2 separate regions of the Danio rerio genome follow, and region 2 is linked to region 1. A link is a contact called in public Micro-C data. All regions are on one chromosome and are shown on one strand. The core of a region is the stretch at or near the end of the contact, and the rest is flanking DNA. Distances in the headings are between cores, read along the strand shown.

Region 1 (7,355 bases), core at 1,760-4,259:
ATATATATATACATACAGTTGAAGTCAGAATTATTAGCCCAAGAGCAATAATCAAAGAGCAAGGTCATTTTCACAGTATGTCTGATAATATTTTTCTTCTGAAGAAAGTCTTATTTGTTTTATTTCGACTAGAATAAAAGCAGTTTTTAATTTTTTATGAACCATTTTAGGGACAAAATTATGAGCCCCTTTAAGCTATATTTTTTCTTGATAATCTACAGAACAAACCACTGTTATACAATAACTTGCCTAATCCCCCTAACCTGCCTACTTAACTTAATTAACCTAGTTAAGCCTTTAAATGTCACTTTAAGCTGTAAATGTCTTGAAAAATATCTAGTAAAATATTATTTACAGACATCATGGTAAAGACAAAAAAATTAGACTAAAAATTAAACTAGTTATTAAATTTATTATGTTTAGAAACGTGTTGCAAAAATCTTTTCTCGGTTAAAAAGAAATTGGGTAAAAAATTAACAAACAGTCTAATAATTTAGGGGGGCTAATAATTCTGACTTCAACTGTATATATATATATATATATATATATATATATATATATATATATATATATATATATATATATATATTTGTGCAATAGTTTCTTTGTGTAGATATTTTTTCTCTTTGGGCCAGTTGCAAAAAAAAACAGCATAGTAGTCTTATTTATTGTTTTTCTTAATCATAACTTTTTAAAAACTGTATTTTGAAAAAGAGTATAGCGGCTAGTTACCCCTTGGCTAATCGTTGGTTAAATTAGTTAAAGCAGAATCTTGCAACATCTTGGCCATAGTTATGCAAAAAGCTTCTGGTTTTACACCTTACATGTCAAGTGAGAAAAGGAGACAAACAGCGGAGTACAAAAAAGCAAGGCTTTTAATTATTCTGAAAATTCATGAAAAATACTCCCTGACTTGATACAAATGTATAAATGGGAATACAAAAAAAAAAAAACATATATACAAAAGTATGGGTCCTGCCCCGTTTTTATACATCTGAAAAAGTACTACATAATTTACCTTCTAAATGAACAAGAATCTCCTTCAATTAAATACTGTCATAATTTAAATCAAATGACATTTTACCGCTATTCACATATAACTGCTGTCCCAAAATAGGAGTTGTCTCGTCGATATAAATCCTCTTGTTGCTTAAAATAGATATAGTCTCTCTCTTTATGTTTACATGTGCCTCTTCATGTGCAGAGCCAGGTGATCTGAGCGGGAGAAAGCCCTCTCGCACAGGTGGCACTGAAATGGCCTGTGTCCGGTGTGTTTCCTGTAGTGACGCGTCAGTTCGTCTGACCTGGCGAACTTCCAGCCACAACCTTCCCAACTGCAGTGGTAGGGCTTCTCACCTGTGAACACGACGAAAAGAAACATTTAGTATTGCATAAAAAGTTTTTTAGGTATTTAAATGACAGTTATTTAAAAAAAAAAAACTTCGAATTTAAACCTTCACCACATACCTGTGTGCGTCCGCATGTGCGCTTTCAAATGGGAGCTTTTCGTGTACGTTTTCCCGCATCCAGGGAATTCACAACTGTGCGTCGCGGTCCTTTTGCGCGCCCAAGAGCGTCGCCCTCGTTTTGGCTTGCTGTCTTCTGGGCTTAAAAATCCCAGGAGAGGTGAGGATGGTGGAGTCAGCATCACACCTGGCATGGCCGGGTGATTTGCCCGCAGTGGTTCGCTAAACATATTAAAATGTCCGTGGTACTGTTGATGCTGGGCGTACTGAGGTGGAAAATGCGCATTGTTTATAAACTGCTGTTGATGCGAGATGTCAATGTGATGCTGAGTGTTCATCTCTGTCAGGATGCAGTCTTTCCTTCCTAAAATGTCCCGAGGCACATCTTGCTGCACGTGATGCCCGTACGTTTGATGCTGCATTACGCGCTGGGGTTCTTGTGCGTAATAATGACCCATGTAGTCGTTTACCATCATACAGGATTGCTCTTGGTTCTCGGTTTTAATTTTATATCCCGCGTTATTCGAGTTGGTCAGGTGTTGTTGGTTTCGTGTGTTTAGAGCTCTCAGTTCAGTGTACTCCAATCTGTCTAAATGTCCTTTCAGATTATATTCGCCCTGATAATTCATGTCCGGGGTAAACAGTTCGGCTACCAGACTGTGTCCTGGACGTGAGTTGAAGTTGGTGCCACAGTAGGCGTTAGGGGTCGGGTGACATCCATCGCTGTCATACACGGTGCTGCAGCTCTCCGGTGATTCCGGGAGGGAATAGGCGGGCGGCGGTGCTGAGGTGTTGTCGTTGTCAGACGTGACCGTGTTGGACAGAATAAACTCTAGATCCAAAAACTTGGAAAGATCATCCTCGTCTTTGGCCAAAGGTGGAGATTCGACAATGCTGAACTCCACCTCAATAAGGGGTCTCACGTCTCCAGCCCTTGGGTTAGTTTTTGCTATATCAACTTTCCAGTCCTGGAGAAAAAGAAAACACAACTTTCGACTTAGACTGCTTATTTCTGCAGACGTTGAAGTAATTTTTATTCTAGTCCTAATTATTAGGACAGTTTTAAAATCTACAATAAACATTTAGCAGTTGCCTGTGTACGACTACCAATGTGTCAACTTTCTAAAAATAAATGTTCTATTTGAAATGTACAACACAACCTACCACAAACAACTTTATCTAGGCCCGTTTCACTAAAAACTTTAAGCTTTTACTTTCTTGAAGTGTAAACATATATTAGCTGATAACACAGTATAACGAACTTAAGTTTGTTGACGTAGGCTACAATGTTGCTCAGATAACCACTACTCATTTTCTAACAGTTAAAAAAGTAGCTACAAACAAACACGCTGAAGTACAGAAATATCCAACATTTAAAACATTAATAGGTTGAACTCACCCGAACTATTTCAGACTGCTTCTCGTCTAAAATGTGGTTGTTTGAAAAGGTATTTATCGAAGGCAACATCGCATCTGCAAGAGCCATGTTGCAAATGTTAGGGAACTCAGAAGGTGTTTACTCTCATTCAGTCCGAGGCAGACAATGCGTCTCTAATATGTTTGGCTGGATGTCTACCTGTCCCATTATAAGGAGGGTCTGAATGCATAGTGGGCGTGTTCTCATGACGCTTGGGATGTAGTTGTAGCCTATCAGATACTTACTCTGGCTGTTTTCAACAACATGTCAATATAGTTAAAGTACAATTGATTATTTGGACGTTAATTAAGCGTATCTCATTATTTCGTTAAATTACAAATAGTAATTTATGTTGTAGAAGATAAATGAGTTTTATGATGATGTTCTCTAGTATAAATTACAAAAAGAATCAGTTTGTCTGCAGCGTTTTCATGTTAATAAGCCTATAAACATCACACAATATAGACTAATTGGTTATAATTATTATTTTATAAGCCTAACCATAATACTGAAAACTATTTCATCCCAACAGATTTCCGTATGTGTAAGTCCAAAAATGGATATGAGATTCGTTGGATGTTTTTCCCAAATTTATTTTCTCATTTGTAAATCCATGTGCTAAAGGGGGCGCCACAAACCCCTCTGTCCAGTGAAACTTCGTGCAGTTTTTTTTTTTTTTTTTTTTGGAGGGACGTTTAAACATCATGTTGGTGAATTATAAAATACATTTAAAAAAATCTAAATTGTAATAACAATGAATGATTTATTTAAAGGGGCTAAATTATAGTATATACTTAACTAAACAAGTAAAAACAAACAGTTAAAATATATATAAGAAAATATCAACTACAATCATTCCTAATTATTTTTTAAATAGTAAAACAAATATGTGGCAGGCTAACCTATCAAATAGAACTATTGTGGTTTCAATAAGCCAACTACATTGCTGTGAGTTTCACCTCTTCATTCGTATTAAAATAGACCTGATCTCATATGTCTGAAATAAGTATTAATTTATCCGTCCAACTCCGGCTCAATTAACATTTGAATAACCAGCTGTAAAATCTCGGAGCCATCGAAACAACATGATAATCTCAATGTTCAACAATGCAGGTACATGTTAGTTAATGATCTCTGAGTCAATAGACCTCTTCTTTCAGTTGATTAAAATGCAAATGAACGGGCTAATGCTCTCGGGCCAATGTTTAAAGACAAGGTGGCCAGCGTTAAACAAAAATACTCAGTTCCAAAAAATGCCTCCGGGTCCGGGACGTGGCATTAAATATCTTCGCCACAATCTAAATGTAGATGAACATTTCAAAAGTACTTTTTATCGCTTTTAAAAGGCACATGCTTGTATTTCAAGCATTTTTATATGAGCGTTTTGCGCGCGCAGCTTCTGTTCTGTGTGCGCAAACCAGCAGCATTTGCACAATCGGATTCTTTTGCAGTTTATATAGTCCAGTTATTTTTACCCCATCTACGTAATTCAGGATCCGCTACAATCGCATTGTCTGGACAGACGTGGAAATGGAAATGGAGAGAATTTCCTGAAATACAAAGGGTGTCCTTTTCCCCAGCACAGGCAGAGTACAGTTTATTTATTTTCATTGTAAAGAATAATTACAGCTGAGACGGCAACAGACGTGCGAAATCCAGGACAGCAAACCGAATTGATGATTTCAGTTCTGTGTGCACATCATTTATTAAATGCAAATATGATTAAACAGCATAATAATGATAATTAAATCGAATACATTTCATCGTTTTTAATTCATCAAAATTATTATTATTATTATTTGTAGGCACCGGGTTTGTTTGAGATAGTTTGAGTTTTTTTTTTTTTTTTGGATAACGGCCTGCACTTGTTTAAAAAACTGGAGTTTTGTTTCGTTTTTCCCTCTTTTGTTGTTTTCTAAACACAATTAAGGAGATAGCAGATTTACAGACAGGACGTTTTCCCGGAGACATGTCGTATTTACAAAATGTCTAATTTGGCCAGCGTTTAATGTCCAATTTAACTGATCCATGGATAAAAATGGATATCCCACATATATGCAATTTTTGTATCAAGAAAATAAAATGCTGATGCACTGGTCCTGGGGATATAAATAAATAATTAATATATATTTTATCCAGTATCCCTTAATGCATGCTTTTAAGATTATCATAACGCTTAACAATAACATTGGCATATACAAAAAATATTTTTTGGGTGACTCCACAATGCACTTCGTATAGTTATGGTACTGTAAAGAAAAATCATATTTGTTGTTCCATTGTAAGATGAAATGGGATCTATGCCCTTGGCTGTGTGTGTTGTTTTTGCATAGGCTTCTAATTTCATTCTTGGTTTTTCCAGCATTTCCCTGATAACATAATACAGAAAAGAGACCTTTAATAAATTCATGAAGCACATCTGACACTAATTAAACCCTGGTTTTTACACATCACCATTTTAATTGAATTTAATTTGTCACTTGTGTGACAAGATGAAACAGATCAGTTCACATTTATGTTTAGGAACAAACACAGAGAGCTATAAATGATTATATTTTGATTTATTTAAAAACAATTCCACTTACAATGCATAATGAAGTGAAGCTATGTAAATAAAACTTGCATTTATTTTCTAAATAAAACATTTTATAATTGTTGTGAGGCAAACTGTGCTTTTTAACAGATAAAGCAACAGATTAATGGGTATTTAGTCTAAGGCATGCATGCCTTTTTTGTCGGATTTTTGTTGGATTTTTGAGGAGATCAGATAAGGAAAATGTTGATTTTATGAAGGAACACAATCCCCGAGTCTCCACCCTTCCACGCTTATGGTTTGTGAATGATACGTGAGCTTTGTCAAGTATATACTCTATGTGCATGAGATGCTGTTGCAAATGTTTATGCTTCCTAGTTTTCATGCATCCATATCTCTTACTGCACATATTTAATGGATTCAATGTTGTATTTTACTTTTTTTTTTTTTTTTTTTTTGCATTGATGCTCATCTTCAGTTCACAGGAATGTAGTTGCACTGATATATGTAAATCAGACTGCAGTGATACAAAAGAGCTGCATTTGCTTCTCACATTCTCACATGAGGCTGGACAATCAAACACATTGACCCAACAGATTGCAGCCTGAATTTATGCATACACATCTATTTATCACCTCTGCATTGAAGGCAAACAGGCAGGTTGTAGCAGCACTCCTTAAGACTTGTTGAGAAGAAGTGCCCTTTGGGGAACACGGGTCCCTTCATCATTTGTTATACCTCTCAATTTCAGCATTTAGCATTGTGACTAATGGTTGAGTCAGACACCGCACGATTGCTTCAATCCAAAAAAAAAAAAAAGATCTCCTGCTTGTGCCATAAACACTTGTTAAATATGCTATTGTGTTTATACTCTAAACATAACATTCAATATGTGATTTATTTTAATTTACTAGAACTTAACATTTATTTTTGGTTGTTTGATTTGGACATTCTGTTGATTATACTCACTTTTTTAAGCATTATTAAGATGAAATATTGCTTTAATTTACTCATTCTTAGCCCATCTAAGATGTAGTATACTGTAAAAATGCAGGTTTCCACACAATTCATTCATGTTGTCCCAATTAATAAGTTAGCTTTAAACTTTTATAAAATTTGTGGTTTGATCATAAAAAAAATAAGTTGTCCTAATTAAACTTCAAGAATTGTGTTGTTTCTGCACATTCTAAATGACTTTGAACAAGCAAAAATGAATTTTGAAGTGTTGCCTTTCTTAAAAATAAATAAACTTTAAAAAAAATCTTAAAAAGATTGCTGAAACCATTGTGCTTGGAGATTCCTGAAATGCAAACCTTTTGACAGTCAATCAACAAGAAACTACAAGAAACTGAAAATTATTTACAACACAATTACTTTTAAACCACAGCCTTGGCAAATCGTCCTGAGCTATATCACAAACAAACAAGCGAGCAAGCAAGCAAGCCAACAAACAAACAAGCAAACGAACGAACGAACAAACGAACGAACAAACAAACAAACAAACAAACAAACAAACTATTAATTAATTAATTAATTAAACTTACACCTTTAATTTTTGTGGGAATTATCCCTAGAACAATCCCAATATCTGCATAAATGTTTTCTTTTGATTCACTGTAAATAAATTGCTGGGTTCCACACATTTCCTTAATGCTGTACCAACAGAAATCAATTGGGATAACTACAAAACTAAGTAGATTGAACAAGAAGCAATTAAGTTGTCCCAAAAAACCTCAAAAACTGTGCTGTATCAGCTCATTTTACATGAGTAGCTTAAACAAACAACATAAAAAAAATCCCAATATCCCAACGTTATAACCTTGCAAAATATCATGGTTTCACAGTATCACCGTATTGTGATTACTACCCAAAAATAAGATCTTTTTAACAGTCTCAGTAAAAAAAAAATAAAAATAAAAAATAAAAAACTATTTTTGAA
Region 2 (7,355 bases), core at 1,368-3,867, 130 kb before region 1:
ATTAAATTGCCTTTTGTTATTTAAGCCTAGCGTACATCATATTTGTTCTTCACCTTACTTCAGAACAAAAGAAGCCTGCTGTAATACCTTTTGAACTTGCACAATGAATATGAATGATCAAAAAATTACCTTTCAGAAGTAAAGGAATGCTTTGATCCGAGTTTACAAAGTGTAAATAAAAGATTTTTTGCTGTCTCAGGATGAAATATATGAATGGGATTTTATTAACATAGAAAGTGTATTAAATGCTAATGTCTGCATTAATGTTTCACAGTTTAACATCTGTGAACGTGAAATGTCAAAATATGGGAGAAGTATTTTGGTTGAGAAGTATGAGACTTTTTTTTTACTTTTAATGAAAACAAACAAAAAAAAAGATTTCTAAATAGCATTGTTTGTCAACTCAGCTGGCAATTTTTTGGCATATTTGGTAAAAGCATTTGACTTAACAATTTTTTCTTTTTAGCCAAAACAAACATGGTGGTCAAGAGAGGGCTAGTGCGCGGCAAGTTACATAAAAAAAAAAAAAAGAAAAACATCTTTATCAATTTGACAACACAAATTCACACACATCCAAATACTGAAATATTTTCAGAGATACATGAGTTTTTTTGATTGTTTTAACACTGATTGTATGTTTGTATTGTTTGCATATTTGTAGGCCTAATAATCTGACAAATTGAGAAATTAATTGTGAATGAAACATTATTTTAACTCCACATTAACAAGTTAAAAAAGACAAATTTCCCCAGACAAATTTCCATTGTGATCTGGATTATTTGCAGAGCATTTCTATATTTGCATGTGTTATGAGAATTTTTGAAGATATACTCTAAATTAGTTAGTTTTCTTAACATTGCACGTTTCAGCTCTCTCCGCCACCATAAATAAACCTTCACTTGCTAGTGTAAATACTATAAAAACATGGCAATAATGAAATCATGACTTCTGAGCAATCCAGTGTGATCAGTGATATATTCTGTATTCCTTCTTATATGGTGGTCATAGTTTTTGATGTTTAACAAAATAACAGTTTATAAAACTCTCTGAGACAGCACACATAATGCTTCATATTTATCAATAAAGTGTTATATTTCCCTGTGTCTGGAGAGAATTTCACCAATTTAAAGCAATGTATACTGCAGGAGCATACTTTGCACAATATTTATGGACACATAATTATAATATTAAAGCTATTGTAAACAATGTAATATTGCATAATTACAAACAAATATTTTAGGGCTTTTATAAACAGTAATCAAAATGAATGTTTAATATAGCATAAAAAACTACATAAGGCATGATGGAAAAATACATAATTAAGTAAAATATCAAATATTAAGGTCTTTAACATTTTGTAATCCATTAAAAATAAGTTTGTTTATTCAAATGTATAGAAATATTAAAATATAACCATTTGAAAAAAGCAAGGAAAACATGAAGACTTTGGTCACTAAAAATACCAGTAAATAGCCAAGTTTTTCCCAGCATACTGTTAAGAATCGTTTCATAGTTAGTTAACCCTAAGCTGGACCTATTTACAGTACATGCATGCTCTTTCACTAAACAAGAAAATAAACAACAGTGGTCTCTGGCAACAAATGTGTATTCATACAGATTTATTTAACAGACTCGTGTTAACAATATTGATTTTAATGGAGTCGATTCTGTGTTCAGTAAACGATTTAATACACAATTACGCCGTCGCCACCTACTGATGTAAGCTAGAGGAACCTGTCAGAACGATTGATGAACAAACATCTCCACCAATGAAGACATGATTAATTTGATCAACCACGTGATGGCGCTAAATATGTTGAATTTTTCTTTATGGACCAAAGCTTTGGGGCATTTAGCAGGCAACAATGGCAACAAACTTTAAAAAAAGGGATTTTTTTCCACACGCCACGGCAAATTAAATTGCACACCAACATTAAATTACAGGCATAAACATTATTTATTTTTTGAAGGCATTAAAACGACACTAGAATTGTGCTAACTGCAGTGCAAACTACGATTAACTTAACAATTTAGCGTGAAGCAGCTTCGCTTTTCTATGTTGCCTGACGCATTAAACTTTACCTGAAAATGTTGTCCGAGTTCATACACTTCTCCCCCGTACTCGCAGCCGATCTTCTCGCATCTCGGACAGCAGTCTGTCGGGTAATGGCTGACATGGATGCAGGCGGTAGGCAGGGATGTGCACTCAGTCCGCGCGCAGGCAGACCCGTCAGCCGTACATTCGCATTGAGTACATGGATCCGAGTCTAGAAAGTACCATTCGCCCACATAATAGACGCTACCGTTCGCCTCGCAGGTCGTCTCTTGCTGTCCAGCGACCGAAAAAGCCAGAGCAGGATAGCCGGAGATCAGCAAAGTCAGCCAGACACGAAAAGTCACAGGGGAACCACAGAGAAAAGCCATGCCCATCATCAAAATACTTTGTCTCAAAGCAAAACTTGCAAATGCACTATAAATATTGATTAGTATGCTATTTTCACTAAATTGCGATTGCAACGTTATCTAATCTACATAAAGTACAGAATGCATGTCATTATGATATGTGTGTGCGCTCGCGCTTGGAGGCTGTTGCGCACAGGGAAAGTTTTACGCCTCCTGGGTTATGTTTCAATTTACACGTGACAGCCGAATACCTGAATATTGATTGGCTTTTATGGGGCATTCGCTGTTATTGCAGCTTTCTGTATCTATTGAGAGTTTAGAATGTGCTGTTTACTTAGCAAATAAATAAAATTAAAATAAACTTTAAAAATGTTTTTTTGATATGTTTATCCAATTAACAACTAACAATTTCAGTGCTCAGCATAATTGAGTACATCCCATTGTGAATTACATTGCGAATTTAGCAGCTACAGTGAATCTAGGCAATGTATTTTGGTGCGTTTAAACTAAACAGATTTATTAAACAGATATATTTATCAAAATAGTATTTTAGTCGCCAATCATTGAAAGATAATTGAAAAGAAATTGAAAATTAAATTTAAGCAAAATATTGCAAAAGAAATGCAACCAACAAGATTTCAACTAAAATTTTCTTTATATATATATATATATATATATATATATATATATATATATATATATATATATATATATATATATATATATTTATTTATATTTGTTTATTTCTCTTGATTTTTCCTCCTTTTAAATTTGTATCTAATGTTTTTATAAATCATATAAATTTGTGTGTACTAGTTTTTGGACCGTTTTGGACAGTTATTATTACCTTAGATAAGCTCAAGATTTGGCTTCTGTACTGACTAATCTAAAGTATACTGTATGCACCAATGTAATATTGTATAGCTTCCTATTAAAAATAATAATTTAAACGATACATTTGTAAGGGGTACATTTGCTTGTATATGCTGAGCACTGTAACTTCAAAAAACATGTTTTTGGCAATATAACATAACCAAAATATATAAACATAGTTTAGCTGCTTTAACCATGTTGTAACAAACAGATGCTCAACACACAAAATACTACAATAAAACCATGGTTTATTTTTTAACCATGTTGAAAATGTAAGATCTTTTAGTTAATTCTATCCCAAAATAATATTCTAGGTAGTCCTAGACTACACTATTCCCGCACTAAATTACACTCAATATACCCCTCTGTATCGCCTCTTTGTATTAAATGCAAGTCCAATGAAGGTACACTGGCACACATATTTTGGTTCTGCCCAAAAATATCAAAATTTCGGATGGAGGTGTTCTCTTTTTACTCTGAAGTACTAAGGATTGATTTTCCACCTGACCCTCTTATTGCAATATTAGGCTGGGCTCCTCCCTTTCAAAACTTTAGCTTGGATCAAATCCAGACAGTTCAATATGGAATGACTATGGCAAAAAAAGTTAATATTATTGACGTGGAACAAAGAGTGTACACCTAAATTTGAGACATGGCTCACAGAGTTTTGTAATGTACTACACATGGAAAAGATTAGATATGAGATTACAGGTAAACCAAAGAAATTTTCAAAAATTTGGAAGCCCTTTTTTGAATGTCTACCGACTGATCAATGAAAACTGATTGGTATGGAAGATTCTGAATCATAGCAATGTGAACAAAATACTAATTCTCAATAATTAGGTATGTATAGGTTTTCAATTATCCAATTTTATTTTTTAGTCTATTCACAAGACTTTGTTTTCACATAAAATAGGTGTTTGTATCTACAGTTAGCCTGAAATTAAAATCAAATCATTTTGTGATTTAACCTACAGTAACATGTAAATTGTGTGTCTGTGTGTGTGTGTGTGTGTGTGTGTGTGTATATATATATATATATATATATATATATATATATATATATATATATATATATATATATATATATATATATATATATATATATTATATACTGTATACACAATGTAATATCAACGATGAAATATCAACAACATGAAATTTTCTTACACTAATTTCTAAATACAGAAAACGTATTACATATAATAGTATGAACAACCTGCAAGATCCTTGCATCCTAGCGTGAAACTCCCAACAACAAAATAAGATATTTTTAGGATTCAATAACAACTGGAAACGGTGAAGTCATTTGTAATGTACACCAGGTCTGAACGGGTTAAAGACGATCTCTAAGCCAACCATATGACACTGCGAGCTTGTCGCCATAGGAACTGGAATGTTTACACTGATACAGGAAGCTACGATTGTTCTGTGTCCGCTGGTAGGAAAACCTCTTCTTTTATAACCAGAGTAACATATATTCATGCTCGAGTGTGTTTCAGATATTCTTCTTTGTTATGTAAAGCTTTAAAGCTTTTATAACTGAATGTTATGTATTTTTTTGTTTTGTATCAAATTGTTTCAGTATTGTGTTTGTTTATCATGCTCTTTCGCTTTGTACAACGTGTCGCGTTTTAAAAGCATGAGTTGCATTTAGCTCAATGATCTCTTTATTTATTTCCAGCTATTTTCCCTCCAGTTGTGGACAAATCTGCTGCTCGACAGTGATGAGTTTTTGTGCTCGGCTCTGAAAATAGCGGCTTCATGGACAATTTCCAGCACCAACAGTCTGTGTGGAATTTAGTAAAGGAAAATGTGCCCTGCTCTGAACTTCCTGAGATCAGAGCTGTGCTTGGAGATGCACTGATTGATACTTACACAGAGTTATATTCAGAGGTAAATAAATAAGTAATATTTATGCATCAGAACGACTGACTAACAAGACTGAACAGACTGTGAGCACTGAAAGTAAATTATAGGTCTATAATAAAAAAGGAGTACTGACTACAAATGTTTCTTTTTTTATTGTCAAGTTGAAACATCCCTTCAGTTTGTAGATGCAATATTTTTTTAAAGATAGATTAGATTTGGCATGGATTATGAGAAAATGAAAGTCTTTCAAACATCCCTATAACAATAAAAAATAATTGAGAGAGAGAGGGATAAAGAGAGAGAGAGAGATGTACATTTAGAAATACATACAGTATGTGCTTTTTTAAGCACTGAATTGAATGTATCCATGATCAGGTGTTGTAGTGCACCCCTGACTTGTAACATTAAACCAGTTTTGAATTACATCTCCCAGGAGTGCATTATCTCATTGAGCATAGTCCCAGGAATCCCTCCTTACTTGAAAAGATATAGGGACCGTTTCAGAGATTACTTTTTGAAAGACAAATTGGCTTTCACAAACTTCCTCTCACCATTTGCGCAAACAGCCATGTGAATATGGAAATAGGGGGTGGAAACTTGTCTGTGAAAGATGTATGTGATTCCTCCTACATCAGATTTATAACCATTCTGTTAAAACCCCTCTGCTGATGTTCACACTGGATTAAGACTTTAGTGAATTTTTGGCATAGTAATAGCTCGAATGTGATATTCATAGTTAAATTCATTTTTCCCATTAAACAAAAATATATTCTAGAACCAATTATCCCGTTAAGCAAAGAAAACACTTTGGCATTTTAATAGTCCAATTAAAATATTTTTTTAATTATTATTATTATTAAACATGCAAGAGATGCGAAGTTTGGAACTATTTATTTGTAAAAGGCAAAGATCTGTGAGACAGATAATAAAACATTTAACTACTAAGATATATTTATGAATAAATAAAAAATACAAAATACATAAATAAAATTATTTTAAATGTAACTATAAACATTAAAGCATCACAGTGTTATAATGTACAGTTAAAATGATATTTAATTTTAGATTTGCTAATAATTATTAATAATTAGCAAATTATTAATTAATTATTTGCTAGGTATTTATGGGTTTTTTTAAGGTAACGTCATTTTAGAGTTAAAATGATTAGTGATAGTTATGAAAAAATGAAATAAAATAATGATAAAATTTAATTTAATTTTGTAAACATTTAAGGTCAGATATCTAATACATATATATCTATAATGAATTTACGATAACATTTTACATTAAAATTTTTAAAGATTCTCATCAGAATAGTAACTACAGTATATGACAACATTTGCTTTTAGTTTTCTTTTCCACCTTAGCGTCAGTAAAATAAATAGTGAACATTTTTAACATTTTTGGACTTTTTTATTTGCTTTTTTGCCCAGCCGAGTTTTTTAATAAACTTTAAAATACTGAGATTCATTTCTCAACAACTTGTCCTCTCTTCCTATCTCTCATTTGCTTTTGAGCCTGTCTCTTATAACATGTGTTCAGTAAAAAAATATACAAGATGCAGTGTACAAGAAAATACTTGTATTAGAAGTAATATTTAGCTCACCTACTGATTTAATCCTGCATCCTCACAGAAATGTCTATGCGCATCATAAACCCCTGGTTCTGCACAAGCCGCAGTGGAAGTGAATAAGAAGAAGCTGGCCTGTATTCTACCGAGTTATTTAGGATTGAAGTTGGTTTCATGCAGGCACAGCAGGATCAGAATTCTCCAGGAGCTGGTTTTACTCTGTCTTGCATTGCCTTAGACAAGCTTTGAAGTGTATTTTCAGAGTCCGAGGGAAACTTGAAAGTCTCAAGACAGGTGTGGAGATTGGTAATAGAGTGCAGACATTGTTTGCCAGTGCCGTGACAAGCTTTCATTTCCCTCTCCAGCTTTTCACCTCACATGAGAATAACACATGGATTTTTCTTTTCTGATATCCTCTAAAACTTTCATGTTTTAACACACACTTGCAGTTATCTAACATAAATTTGAGACACTTGTGATCATGGGATGTTAACCATATGGCTGTATTTCTCAAGATGTAGTGCAGCTTGTGACATGTATTTGGAAAGCTGAGCCAAAAAGCACTGTGTAACGCTTTCCTCTGTTGACCTGTTCTAGGTGGAGATGTGGGAGAAGATTTGGCAGGAGCTGCATTTCT

What was found. Hi-C and Micro-C count contacts between places; a contact is called where the count stands out from the background.
Region 2: a Micro-C map of caudal fin shows a contact between it and region 1, with 6 times the contacts expected there. The contact joins the promoter of zgc:113531 here to the promoter of klf17 in region 1. A contact is called at or near these places in 2 of 18 Hi-C or Micro-C datasets (caudal fin and an unstated tissue) and 1 of 4 datasets of contacts at active chromatin or transcription factors (embryo).

What each region holds. Positions count from the first base shown.
Region 1 is chr2:36,294,125-36,301,479 of GRCz12tu, reverse strand. It overlaps klf17 (Kruppel like factor 17), which reads right to left and starts at 3,009. Exons shown (of 3, transcript NM_131723.1): 1 at 2,866-3,009; 2 at 1,468-2,434; 3 at 858-1,356. The coding sequence starts at 2,952. The coding sequence ends at 1,181.
Region 2 is chr2:36,424,935-36,432,289 of GRCz12tu, reverse strand. It overlaps zgc:113531, which reads right to left and starts at 2,617. Exons shown (of 3, transcript NM_001013486.2): 1 at 2,083-2,617. The coding sequence starts at 2,430. ccdc24 (coiled-coil domain containing 24) reads left to right here and starts at 4,961. Exons shown (of 8, transcript NM_001326378.1): 1 at 4,961-5,172; 2 at 7,316-7,355. The coding sequence starts at 5,041.